3 separate regions of the Oryctolagus cuniculus genome follow, and regions 1 and 3 are each linked to region 2. A link is a contact called in public Hi-C and Micro-C data. All regions are on one chromosome and are shown on one strand. The core of a region is the stretch at or near the end of the contact, and the rest is flanking DNA. Distances in the headings are between cores, read along the strand shown.

What was found. A called contact is a pair of places that touch in the nucleus more often than the background predicts.
Region 1: a contact with region 2 is called in a Micro-C map of ear pinna, with 2.2 times the contacts expected there. The contact joins the enhancer-like site here to the promoter of TLCD3B in region 2. A contact is called at or near these places in 2 of 6 Hi-C or Micro-C datasets (ear pinna and an unstated tissue).
Region 3: a Hi-C map of an unstated tissue shows a contact between it and region 2, with 5 times the contacts expected there. The contact joins the promoter of QPRT here to the promoter of TLCD3B in region 2. A contact is called at or near these places in 3 of 6 Hi-C or Micro-C datasets (ear pinna, psoas muscle and an unstated tissue).

Annotation. Positions count from the first base shown.
Region 1 is chr19:6,713,777-6,718,264 of mOryCun1.1, reverse strand. No RefSeq gene overlaps it. Among named protein-coding and RNA genes, the nearest start is that of CD2BP2, 8.2 kb to the right of the region's middle. Within about 2 kb of position 1,659, at least 6 of the 8 cell types and tissues checked have an H3K27ac peak or open chromatin away from gene starts, as enhancers often do. A contact at or near this core is called in ear pinna, where this site is marked.
Region 2 is chr19:7,421,059-7,425,252 of mOryCun1.1, reverse strand. TLCD3B (TLC domain containing 3B) reads left to right here and starts at 1,724. Exons shown (of 6, transcript XM_051847583.2): 1 at 1,724-1,860; 2 at 2,117-2,245. The coding sequence starts at 2,121. It overlaps LOC108176793, which reads right to left. Exons shown (of 9, transcript XM_070064893.1): 1 at 3,464-4,194; 2 at 2,323-2,602; 3 at 2,103-2,204.
Region 3 is chr19:6,754,864-6,758,961 of mOryCun1.1, reverse strand. It overlaps QPRT (quinolinate phosphoribosyltransferase), which reads right to left and starts at 2,426. Exons shown (of 4, transcript XM_002721741.5): 1 at 2,315-2,426. The coding sequence starts at 2,327.

The sequences.
Region 1 (4,488 bases), core at 410-2,909, 710 kb after region 2:
GAAGATGGCCCAAGTACTTGGGCCTCTGCACCCGCGTGGGAGACCCGGAGGAAGCTCCTGGCTTCTGGCTTCAGATCGGTATAGCTACAGCCACTGCGGCCATGTAGGGGGTGAACCAGCATATGGAAGACCTCTCTCTCTCTCTCTCTCTCTCTAACACTGCGTTTCAAATAAATAATAAATAAATCTTTAAAAAGAGAGAGACAAGCCATGGACTTCAAGGGAATGTTTGCAAGACAAGTACGTGACAAAGGACCGGGGTCAGAAATTCAGGAAAGTCTCGTAACAGGCAAAACAAAACCAGGAGCAGGTATGTCCCCAACAGTCCTGACTGGGTTTCAATTCTGGTTTCCCCACTTTCAGGTGTGCGACACGGGGTGGGCCGATTCACCTGCTCCGGGATTGTTTTCTCTATCAGCAAAATGGGGACAATGTGTAAGTAGAAATATTGAGGGAAACCCTGGAATCTCCCAGAGGCCCTCCTCTGCCCTCCACAGGGAAGCCTGGGTGGGATCAGATGGAGGGGAAGCGGTGACGCCGGCAGGGCTGCAGGGCAGAGGCGGGAGGTGGCGGCCGGAGCCTGCAGACCCCCGGCCAGCGGGAGCCGGGTCTGATGGCATCAGGACACGGCCCGCATCGGCCACGGGCAGCCCGGGTCTCACCTAAAGGGTAGGCTGGACTGGACAGGGCTCCAGGGGGGAGGGGCAAGGCGGCTGCGACCCCCAGCCAGCCACCTGCTGTGCAGTGGGGGAGAGGTGGAAGGGGACTGGGGTCCTGACCCCAACTCGGAAGAGGCTCCCGGGGACCTGGGGTGTGAGGAGCGCCCCCATAGGGGCTTCGGCCGAGGCGACGGACTCGCCAGAGCAGGGAGCGCAAACTCTCAGCCTTGCGATCAGCGTCTGAGAGGAATCCCCGTCAAAGGCCAGCGCTGCCGGGTCTCCAGCCAGCTATCCAGCCAGCTATCCAGGCAGGTCTAGGCGGGCGCGGACTGCGACTGCGCAAGGCGGTGGAGAAGGGGCGGGGTCAGCCGGCCGGCGGGGGCGTTCTGAGTCTGCGCAGCTGGGCCCCCGACATAGGCAGAGGGGCGTGGCATCCCAGGACCCCGCCCCCTCTGCTGGGCTCCTCCCAAGGCCAGCCTGAGCCCCTGGCGCCATCCGTTGAGCTCAGACTCCCGCTGGCCGAGGGCAAGGGGCTGGGTTTCCCGGGGCCAGGTGTCCCGAAGGCAGCGCTGTGCCCTGCAGCTTTGCCCTTGAGTCCTTCCTGTAATTTGCCCATGACTCAGCCTTGTCCCCGGAGGAGAGAGTCACAGGTCCAGACACCCACCCACGCGGGGCCGCGCTAGCCGGGACACAGCCCCCAACTTTCGGGCTGCCTCACCCAGGGGCTGTCCCCTGACCCCCCGGGGCCGGGAAGGAGCTGACTCACTCCCACAGTCACTCACTCCGCTGTCCCGGGCCGGCTGTGGGAGTCAGACCGGGGAGACACCTGTGCCCTAGGCACTGTGAGGGAAGCAGCGGCTGGGCTGGGAAGCTGGGAGGAAGAGGAGGGCTGAGGCTGAATCACACAGATCAGTAATTGGTCTTTGCCAGACACACAGGGAAGAAAGGCGCTTGGGCCAGGCCAGAGCTGGAGGGTGGGGGTGGAGAGTAGGAAAGGGGAAGGAGCAGTGGCCCCCCAGCTTCGAGCCTTTGACCTTTACCGTGGGGCAATGGGGAACCACTGAAACTTTTTTTTTAAGAGTTCTTTATTATAGAGAGGGAGGGTCGGAGAGCGACATCTTGCACCTGCTGGTTCACTCCCCAGTTGGCCCCAGTGGCCAGAGCCAGGCCAGGCTGAAGCCAGCAGCTGCTTCCAGGTCTCCCACGTGACTGGCAGGGACACAAGCCCTTGCGCCACCCACTGCTGCTTTCCCAGGCCTTCAGCAGGGAGCTGGATGGGAAGGGGAGCAGCCAGGACTCGAACCAGTGCCCTTATGGGGATGCCAGGGTCACAGGCAGCAGCTTTACCCGCTACGCCACAGCACCGGCCCCTCATGGAGGGTTTTAAGTGAGAGTGAGGGCCTACACCTTGGTGGTCTTCCCCCCCAAAGCCCCTGAAACCCAAATGTAATTGTTACCGGAGAAATTGCAGGGTTCTTGTCTTCGCACAAGAAAGAATTCAGGCGTGAGACAGAGAGTAGTGGGAGGTAAAATAGCAAGGTTTATTAGGGAAGGGACATCCGTAAGGATGGATGGGCACCCCTCCAGACAGATCCTGAGAGACTGGGGGGGTGGGGGGGAGTGAGGTTACATGTTGAGAGGAGAGATGACACCTGACCAGGCCAGGCGGGCGGCTCAGCAGAGAGGCAGAGGGCTGAGCGTGCAGTCTGGTTGAGGCCGGGGGTTTTTAAGGAGATGGGTCTCTGTCTTTACACATTTTCTCCTGAAACAAAGGATTTTATGGCTGTAAATACTAAGAAGCTCCTATCTGAGTTTTTCCTTGAAGGTATCAGGAAGGAGGAAGCCTAGCTGGTGCCATCCTGGGTTCAGAGGAAGGGTGAGCAGGACCCCCTAGAGAATGGGGATCTGGAGCAGGGTGTTTGAAATGCAGATACTGGGCTGCATCTGGGAGATTGTGGAAGATTTGTCAGGCAGAAGGGGCAGGGATCTCCGCCTGGCAGGTTATCAGGTAGAAGGGGGCAGGGCAGGATGCGAACACCGGGCTGCCCCTGAAGCATTATCGGGATAACTTTGAGATGTAGATGCATATGCTTGACGCAGAAGTCTTCTCCGGAGGCCTTTGTCACACACACATAAGCTCATACCTAACTTCCTGCCTAACATAATCATGAGGAAAGATCAGGCGAGATCAACTTTTAGGAATTTTCTAGAAAGTTCCTGAACAGCACTCTGCAAACCATCAGGGCCAGCAAACCTGCCAGGCCAGAGGGAGCTAAGGGACACGATAAGGAACGTGATATGGCCTCCTAGAAGGGACCTGGAACAGAACAGGGTACTGGGCGGGCGGGCGAGTGGGAAATACTAAGATCCAAATAAAGCGGAGAGTTTGGCTAACAGTAACCTCCGGGGGTGGGCACGGGGCACAGCAGCTAAGACCCCACTTGCCTGGGTTTGAGCCCCTGCTGGGCTCCTGATCCCAGCTCCCTGCTAATGCGCACCCTGGGGGGCAGCGGGTGACGGCTCAAGGACTTGAGGGGGTCCCTGCCCCCTACATGGGAGACCCAGATTGAATTCTGGGGTCCTGGCTCTGGCCTGGCCCAGCTGTTGTGGTTATTTGGGGGAGAGAACCAGCAAATGGAAACTCTGTCTCTCTGCCTTTCAAATAGATAAAACTATTTTTAAATTAATGTTTTTGAAAGGCAGTTATAGAGAGAGAAGGAGCAGGGGAGAGAGAGAGAGAGATGTCTTCCACCTACTGGTTCACTCCCCAAATGGCCTTAACAACCAGACTGAAGCCACGTCAGGAGCTTATTCCAAGTCCCCCATGTGGGTTCAGGGGCTCAAACACCTGGGCCGTCTTCCACTGCTTTTCCCAGGCGCATTAGCAGGGAGCTGGGTTGGAAGTGGAGCAGCCGGGACTCGCACTGGCGCCTAAATGGGATGCCGGCACTGCAAACACTGGCTTAACCTGCTACAGCCAGACACAAAGGGCCACCTGGAGCAGGATTCTGTTCATCGGAAAGGCCCAGGCAGGCAACTCCAGGGACACGAAGTCACTGAGTGGCTGCCAGGGCTAGAGGGTGAGGTGCTGTGGGGAGAATGGGAAGGGGTTACCAAGGGGTCAGGTTTCTTTTAGGATGAAAAAGGAAAAAAAAAATCTATAATTAGATGTTGGTGATGGTTGCACAACACTGTGCCCATACTGAAACCCAGGAGGTGTGCACTCGCAGTGGGTGGATTCTAGCTAAGGAAAGCTGTTACAAAACAGCCATGTTGGGGCAGGGGTTTGGCCTCTGTTTCCAGCATATCAGAGCACCTGGGTTCAATATCTAGCTCATGCAGCTCCATTCACAATAGCGAAGATATGGAATCAACCCAAATGTCCATCAACTGAAGACTGGATAAAGAAATTATAGGATATGCAGAAAAAAAATTATGGGATATGTACACCATGGAATGCTACAAAGCAGTAAAAAAAATTGAAATCCTGTCATTTGCAACAAAATGGATGCAACTAGAAAACATCATACTAGTGGAATAAGCCAGCACCAAGACAAGCACCACCTGTTCTCCCTGACCTGTGATAACCAATAGAGCGCCTAATAGGTAATCTACAGAAGTGAAATTAACACTCTGCGATGCAGCGACTTTGAACAGCCCTTGTCCGACTGTTGAGGAACAGGTGTTTTTTTTTTTCCAAACTTTTTGTTGAATTCTTAATATACAGTTAATCTTATGTGTATAAAGTTGATTGACAATAGATCTTACTTAGTAAAAAAATAAGAATGGGAATAGGAGAGGGAGAGGAAGGGTGGCAGGGGGGGCAGGG
Region 2 (4,194 bases), core at 475-2,974:
AGAAACCGATGATGAGAGCAAAATGTAGGAGAGGGTGCCGATTCCAATGCAACTTGGACTTGACCGCTACCAGCTCACGGCCCCGGAGCTTTCTGCCCTTCCTCACTCTACATCCAGGGTAAGCACAGAGCCACCCCTCAGGGCCAGCGGGTGCTGGCCCCCACCTTTCCGGTGCCTTCCCGGGACAGAGAGGGGGACAGGCTGCCCGGCTTCCAGCCCAGCCCGGAGCTGGGCTGTCTCTACAGCCCGTCCACGTGTCTTTCCAGGGCAGCACCTGGCCTGGTGGGTGAGACGCTGCGTAAGACGCCCGGATCCCATTATCAGCGAGCCTGGGCTCGAGTCCCAGCTGGGATCCCGACTCCGGCTGCCTGCTAACGGGCTCCCTGGGAGGCAGCAGCGATGGCTCAAGTACTTGGGTCTCTGTCACCCATTCCGGGCCCTGGTTTTGGCCTGACCCAGTCTCAGCCATTGTAGGCAGTTAGGGAGGGAACCAGCAGATGGGAGTATGTCTCTCTCTCTCTCCCTCTCTCTCTCTCCCTCTCGGTGTGAGTCTCCCTCTGTCACTCTGCCTTTCAAATAACCCCATCTTTTAGAAAAACCTTTCAATTCCTTTAGGAGAATAAGCCTATACACTTGATACATTTGCCTAACATCACAGAGACCAGTGAAACACGAAAAAGTAATTTTGAAAAGTCCTACCCCTTGTTCGCGTCTTGGACAAGGCCCCCAACCGCCCCCGCCTCTGTCCCCCCCCCCCCCCCCCGTAAAGAAGGCACAATTGCAGCCGCTAACCACGAGGCAGCTCTGAGGAAGTGTTTTTAAGCACTGAGGTCGGGGGCTGGCCTTGCTACACGCGCGCCATGCGACGAGCCGGCATCGGTGTCACTGCCACCCTCAAGGCAAGAAACTGAGATTCCCACGGGCCTCCCCCACCATCAGCCAGAATGGAACAGCTTTGCTGCGGAACATTCACGCTGCAGCTTCCGGGGCACCAGAAAGACAATAAAAAACAAAAACACCACACAAGCCACAAAGATTAAGTTCACAGGCACACACAGCCAGGTCCCTGCACAGCGGAGATCAGTGCAACGCACACGGGGGCCCCTCCCCCGACTGTTAAATGCCGTTCTGATTGGTTTTTTCCTTGAGTTTCAAGTAAACGCAGCCACACGGTGCGTTCCTTTGATTACCTGAGGAATCTGAAGCCCCGACACCCCGGAACCTTTCCCTCTTCTTCCAGCTCCGCCCCTGAAACGGAGCTTGTCCATCAGGGCAACGGCCAATTCTAATTGGCCAATTCTACAGCAAGGCGCTAAAACCCGCCCTCCACCCACCCCCTCCAGCGGGAAGCCAACGATAGGGCGCCTGTGTCAAGAGGTTGGCCAATGGGAGGAGGGCATATTTCCGTCAGCCCACCAATGGGAGTGCCTGCCGCCTCCAACTGCCTCCGCCCCGCCGCGGCCGCGTGCTCTTGCAGTTTGACACCTGCCTGGGTCCCAGCAGGTCCCTTGGGAGCCGCTTAAGGAATGCAGGATGGCGGGGCGCGGCTGCTCACCTGCCTCCCGCACAGGGCCTGCTCCTCTCCTCCCTGGAGTGGGCGGGAGGGGAGGCTTCGCAAGACAAAAACCATATTGATATGAATCCACGTGTTTTCATAAAAATTCCCTCTTTGATGGGAGACGCCTTGCTTTGGGCATCCCTTTTTCTATCTTTTCTTTCTTTCTTTCTTTCTTTTTTTTTTTTTTAAAGAAATGTTGTTTTAAGTTTCCAAGCGTCTTGGCCGTGTGAACAGCCCGTCCCTGCCTGAGGAGCCGCAGTACCGCCCTCTCCCTCTCCACCCTCCCACCTGGGCCCCCAGAGGTGAGGCCCCCCGGGGAGGAGGGGGGGAGACGGGTGGGGCAGGCAGAGTTAAGGAAAACCGAACGAAATGATCAGATCGGCTCTGAAAGAAAAGTCCAGTCACCCTTGAGGAGGGCTAGTCCTAGAAGGAGGGCCACAAGGGGTTTGAGAAGTGGTGGTGGGTGGAGCTGGGCAGGAAGGGGGCTGGGCTGGGGGGGGGTCTGGCAGGGGCTGCGCTGCCCGTTTCCATGGCTGCCCTCTACCTTCTCCACTGCAGAGGCATGACCTTGCTCTTCGTGACCGGCTGTGCCTTTTTCCCCTTGTGCTTTGCGGTCCTGCGCTGGGGCCTGCAGAACCTCACCAGCCTGCAGATGGAGAGACAAGAGGCTGTGCTGGTGGCATCCAAGTAAGACGAGGAGGGGCAAGATGTCCTGCCCCGGGGTGGGGAGGGGGGAGGCAGGACCGCTGGAGCTGGTGCCCTACCTTCCAGAAGAGTTAGTGGTGGCGGTGGAAGCTGAGGGTGGGCACAGGAGGCCAGAGGCAAGCAGTGGGATCTTTTGCATCATTTAATCCCTCTGACTCTGTCTTAAAAGAAGCTGGGCTTTTACGTGGAGCTCCCAGTTTTGCATCACTAACCTATAATTTAGAATTCAAGGAAATACAGTACTGGCAACACCATACTGGAAAAACCAAATACACTGGCGGGATGGCTTGGGTCCTTAGGATGCAAATTTGTGACCTGTGAGGGCACTTCAAAAACTTCCTGGAAAAGAGAGTTAAAAAAAAAAAATTTAGGAGCCGGCACCACAGCCTGAGATGCAGGCATCCCATCTGGGCGCCGGTGTGAGTTGTGGCTGCTCTGCTTCCATCCAGCTCTCTGCTTAATGCCCCCGGGAAAGCAGTGGAAGATGGCCCAAGTATCCCTGCTACTCGCCCGGGATATCGGCTTCGGCCTGGGCCAGCCCTGGCTGTTTGAGAAGCAAACCAGGAGATGGAAGATCTCTTTCTCTCCTCTCTCTCTTTCTCTGTAACTTTGCTTTGAAATAAGTAAAACAAATCTTAAAAATATATGCTCTTGGAGCCGGTGCTGTGGCCTTGCTGGTAAAGCCACCAGCTGCAGTGCTAGCATCCTATATGGACACAGGTTTGAGCCCAATCCAAAGCCAGGAGCCAGGAGCTTCTTCTGGGTCTCCCACGCGGGTGCAGGGGCCCAAGCACTTGGGCCATCTTCTACTGCTTTCCCAGGCCACAGCAGAGAGCTGGATCGGAAGTGGAGCAGCCAGGTCTTGAACCAGCGCCCATATGCGATGCCGGCACTGCAGGCCAGGGGTTCACCCGCTGCACCACAGCCAGCCCCATCCACGGCCTTTTTGAAGTGGCCTCTGACAAAGCTAACAGAAGTAGGAGCTAACAGCAAACTGCAGCTGGGAGAAGCAGAGGAGAAGAGACGCTGGGAGAAGACAGGGCTTCCTAGGGCGCCGGGGAGAATCCCGTGCAGTCAGGAAGCAAACCCGTCTCTGCCGCCCTGGAACCTGCACCATGCAAAGATAGACCACACTGGGCAGGGCTGCTGTGTCTCCCATCAGGTGGTTTCCGTGGCCCACCAGCCCCTCCCCCCCAGTACCTTTTTGTGGTTTTGCACATCTTCGCGGGTTTCAATGCCAGCTTTGCCAGTTTTCCTAGCTGCATCATCTTGGCAAGTGTTGTTGTTGTTGTTGCTGTATTAAACTGCCACAGCTGCTTCCTCTTCTGTGAATCAGATAGCGCCCGTGAACATGAAATATGAATTAGCGTAACTCAGCTTACACTGTGCTCAGCACGCAGGCATGACTTAGGAAGTTGGAACTTTTTCCCCTTAGGCAAAGCAAGGCCAAATCGGCTCCAAAAAGGTCTCCTGCCTCAGACGACTTCTCAAGGGCCTTCCCCTGATGTGCCACTAGAGGGCAGCACAAAGTTGCAAATCTCCGTCCCTGGCCTGGGTGGGGTGGGGGGGGAGACGTGGGGCAGGGAGAAGCCCCTGGTGGAGTTGATTGTTGGGGTCTGTGTCAGGGAAAATCTGGAAACCACTGTGCTATTCAGGTAGAAGGCCCCCACATCACGCAAAAGCTGCAGGTAGCTGGCCTGGGCCACCACGTGGCCCTGGCTGGGTTGCTTGGACCTCCCTTTTCTGGTGGTTGCATGAGGGGCTTGAGCCCGCCAATCCCTGGGGTCCCTTCCCATTCCAAATCTCGACTATTCTGTGGAAGTCGCAGAGGGAAGAGAGCACGGAGCGTGGCAGGGGGCTGGGCAGGTGCATGGTGGAGGCCAGGAGAGGTCAGACAGCGCCTCCACACTGTGACTCCTAGAACAAGGGAG
Region 3 (4,098 bases), core at 1,177-3,676, 670 kb after region 2:
AGAGGCAGAGAGAGAGCCAGCTCCCATGCACTGGCTCAGCCCTCCGGATGCCTGCACCGTCAGGACTGGGGTCAGCTCTCCCACACTGAGTGCCAGGAACTCACATAGCTCAGCCATCACGGCTGCCCTGCGGGATCTGCAGGGGCAGCAAGCTGGAGCCAGGGACTGAAACCAGAGATTTTTGTAAGGGCCATGCGCTGGGCTAAATACCTGCCTCCATCCTTGCCTCTTTTCTAGAACGGTTTGTTTATTTATTTGAGAGAGAGAGAGAGAGAGAGAGATTGATTTCCTATCTGCTGGTTCACTCCCCAAATGGCTGCAACAGCCAGGGCTGGGCCAGGCTGAAGCCAGGAGCCAAGAGCTCTGAGCCTCCCAGGTGAGTGGCAGGCACCCAAGCACGTGGGACATCATCGCGGACGCCCAGGCGCATGCGCATGCGCAGAGACCCGGGTCCGGAGCAGAAGAGTGGAGACTGGAACTGTCCTCGGATGTGGGGCGCGGGTGCTCCAAACGCAGTTTAACGCGCGGCGCCACAGCAGCTGCTCTCCTCCCTCGACTCTTGAAATAGTTCATTTACTCCTCTTTTATTTTAAAAGGTTTATTTATTTATTTAAGGCAGTATTACAGAGAGAGGTAGAGACACAGAGAGAGGTCTTCCACCCACTGGTTCACTCCCCAGATGGCTGCAACAGCTGGAGCTGGGCCAATCCGAAGCCAGGAGCCAGGAGCTTCTTCCAGGTCTCCCACATGGGTGTAGGGCCCAAGGACTTGGGCCATCCTCCACTGCTTTCTCAGGCCACAGCAGGGAGCTGGATGGGAAAAGGAGCAGCCAGCACACGAACTTGCTCCCATAGGGGATGCCGGCGCTGCAGGAGGAGGCTTAGCCCACTACGCCACAGCGCTGGCCCCTTCCATTTGCTCTTAAAAGAATCTGGGAAGTGGACGTTTAGCCTAATGGTTAGGACACCTGCATCCCGGAGTGCCTGGGTTCAATTCCTGGTTCTGACTCTTGGTTCCAGCTTTCTGCTAATGCAGGCAAGGAGGCAGTGGCGGTGGCTGAAGTAGCTGGGTCCCTGCCACACACGTGGAGACCTGGGTTGAATTCCAGGACCCTGGTTCCAGCCACAGCCCAGCCCGGGCCACTGCAGCCATTTGGGGAGTGACCAGAGGATGGAAGACCTCTTTCTCTCTCTCTCTCTCTCTCTCTCTCTCTCTGTAACTCTGCCTTTCAAGTAAGTAAATAAATCTTTAAAATAGGGGTGGGAGATGGCGCTGTGGCATAGGTTAAGCTCTCTGCAGCTGGCATCCCATATGGGCGCTGGTTCAAATCCCGGCTACTCCACTTCCGATCCAGCTCCCTGCTAATGCGCCCGGACTTGAACTGGTGAGTGGAAGATCTGTGTCTCTGCCTCTCAAATAAACAACAACAATAATAATCCTGCTCTGCTGAAAATTATGCTCTCACACCACGCACAATTTCACATTCAAAGTTGGGGGCTCATGAACTCCTCCAAAGCACATCCGGGACTCTTCACTAAAGACCCCAGACCCTCCAGGAATCCGCTCAGAACCCCCCGCCCCCACCCCGCTAAGGCATTCGTCTGCTCCATTCAGAGCAGCAGTGGGGAGGCAGACCCAGGCCAGAGTTCTTTCCAAATACAAAGGCACCACGCAGACTGGAAGGTGCCGGGGTGTGAACCGGCATGGGACCCCCACACACACACCAGAGCACGGGGTCCATGGCGGCGCCACCAGAGGAGCCCAAACAGGGAGTGGAGGGAGGAGGCTGGCGAGAGAAGGTGGAAACTCAGGGGCTTGGCAGTGGACCGACGCAAGAAAACGAGGCTCTGAGCCGGCAGGGAGCTGTCCAAGTCCCGCGGAGGGAGCCTGGTCCCTGTCCTTGCTTGCAGCCTCCCGTCCAGGCCCGGGAGTCCCGGGACGCCAGCTCCGCCCCCACTCGGCCACCGAAGGCACGGGAACTTTGCCTCTCTCATCCTCTGCACTGCCGGCGAGGGACAAAGTCCAGAGTGGCCCCTGTGTCCAGCGTGGCAGTCCCCAGCCCCCCAGCCCCTGGGCCGCGCAAGTCCTCTCCTGGGGCACAAGCCCCTCTCCTCCCCAGAGTTCTCCAGGGTCCCTCTTCTCCCGGTGGAGGAGAGGGGAGGGTCACGAGGCCTGGGGGCGGGGGGGGGGGTTCCGGGGAGCAGATGCGGAGCCCAGGAGACAGGGGGTCTTGTGGCGCAGGGGGAAGGGGCTGGGGAAGAGACAGGCAGGACGGGGGATGGGCACGCAGGGGAGCAGGTAGGTATCCCTTTACCTTCTGCGTCCATGGCGACTCGGGCCGCGGGCTGGTGTGTCCGCCGCTGGGATCCACTGTCCCCAGGTCACAGGCTGAGGGTGGGGCTGTCAGAGGAAGGGGCTGGCCCAGCCTGCGGGATCAGCCCTCCCAGGTCCCCTGGACCTCCCTCCTGTCCTCCCTCCGGACCCTGGGGCCCTCCCTGCCTCCCCTGACTCCTGGCCCGGCCAGGCTGTGAATGTACCACAGGGTTCCCCTGTGGTTGGGAAAACCGTGGGCCTGGGGCTCCTTGATCTCACACTTTTTTTTTAAGATTTTTTTTTTTTTTTTTTTGAAAGGAAGAGTTGGGGCAGGGGGAGATCCATCTGTTAATTTATTCCCCAACTGACTGCAACAATCAGAGCTGGGCCAGGCTGAAACCAGGAGCCTGAAACTCCATCCGGGTCTCCCACGTGGGTGCAGGGGCCCAGGCACTTGGGCCATCTTCCGCTGCTTTCCCAGGAGCATTAGCAGGGAGCTGGATGGGAAGTGGAGCAGCCGGGATGCCCACAGTGCAGGTGGTGGCTTTACCTGCTGCACCACCACCCGGCCTCTCACTGTTTAACCTTTTCCTGAACCTTAGTTTTCTTAGATAGAAAATATAAAAACAATACAAAATAATCAGAGAAATTCTCCAAAAAATAAGACATTTATTTGGAAATAGTTGAACAGTAAACTCTGCCTAGAGGTAGAGATGCGAGGAAGGTGGTTTTGTTTTTTTTTTTTTTTAAGATTTATTTATTTATTTGAAAGGCAGAGTTACAGAGATGCAGAGAGAGAGAGAGAGGTGTCTTCCATCTTCCATCCGCTGGTTCACTCCCCAGATGGCCACATGACCGGATCTGGGCCAATCCAAAGCCAGGAGCCAGGAGCTTCCTCCAGGTCTCCCACATGGGTGAAGGGACCCAAGGACTTGGACCATCTTCTGCTGCTTTCCCAGGTATATTAGCAGGGAGCTGGATTGGAAGTGGATCAGCCGGGACTCGAACCGGCGCCCATATGGGATGCCAGCACTAGGCAGCGGCTTTACCTGCTATGGCACAGCACTGGCCCCAAGAGGAAGTTTCTAAAGGCACAACGAGGAGCTCACATCAGATATTCTGAAACAGTCATCTCTGGCCACAGTGATTGACAGCGGGGAGACATTCGTCCAAGGCTGAGCAGGCATTGCTGGGTGGAGTCCTTGTCAAAGTCCTTCCTGTGTGAGGCTGCTGCAGCCTCTGGGTGTGGCTCTGCTTTGGGCTGAGTCTGGCGACAGCTCTGTCAGGCAAGGGAGCGTGGGAACCCTTCCCTCATCCCCTCCCAGCATCGTGTATTCAACTGTGGTAGGGTTGTCACAAGCGACTCCATCTTGATTTTTTACAACTTCTACTTTCATCTCAGGATACCAGCCTCTGGGGGCGGCGGCCGTTGGCAGAGCAGGTAAAGCTGCTGCCTACAGTGCTGGGATCCTTTATGGGCGCTGGTTCGAGTCCCGGCTGTTCCACTTTCGATCCAGCTCTCTGCTATGGCCTGGGAAAGCAGTGGAAGATGGCCCAAGTCCTTGGGCCCCTGTACCCACATGGGAGACCTGGAAGAAGCTCCTGGCTCCTGGCTTCGGATCGGCGCAGCTCTGGCCATTGCAGCCAACTGGGGAGTGAACCAGTGGACAGAAGACCTCTCTCTCTCTCTCTCTCTCTCTCTGCTTCTGTAACTCTGCCCTTTGAATAAATAAATAAATAAATCTTAAAAAAAAAAAAAATACCAGCCTCTTGGATCCAGCTCCC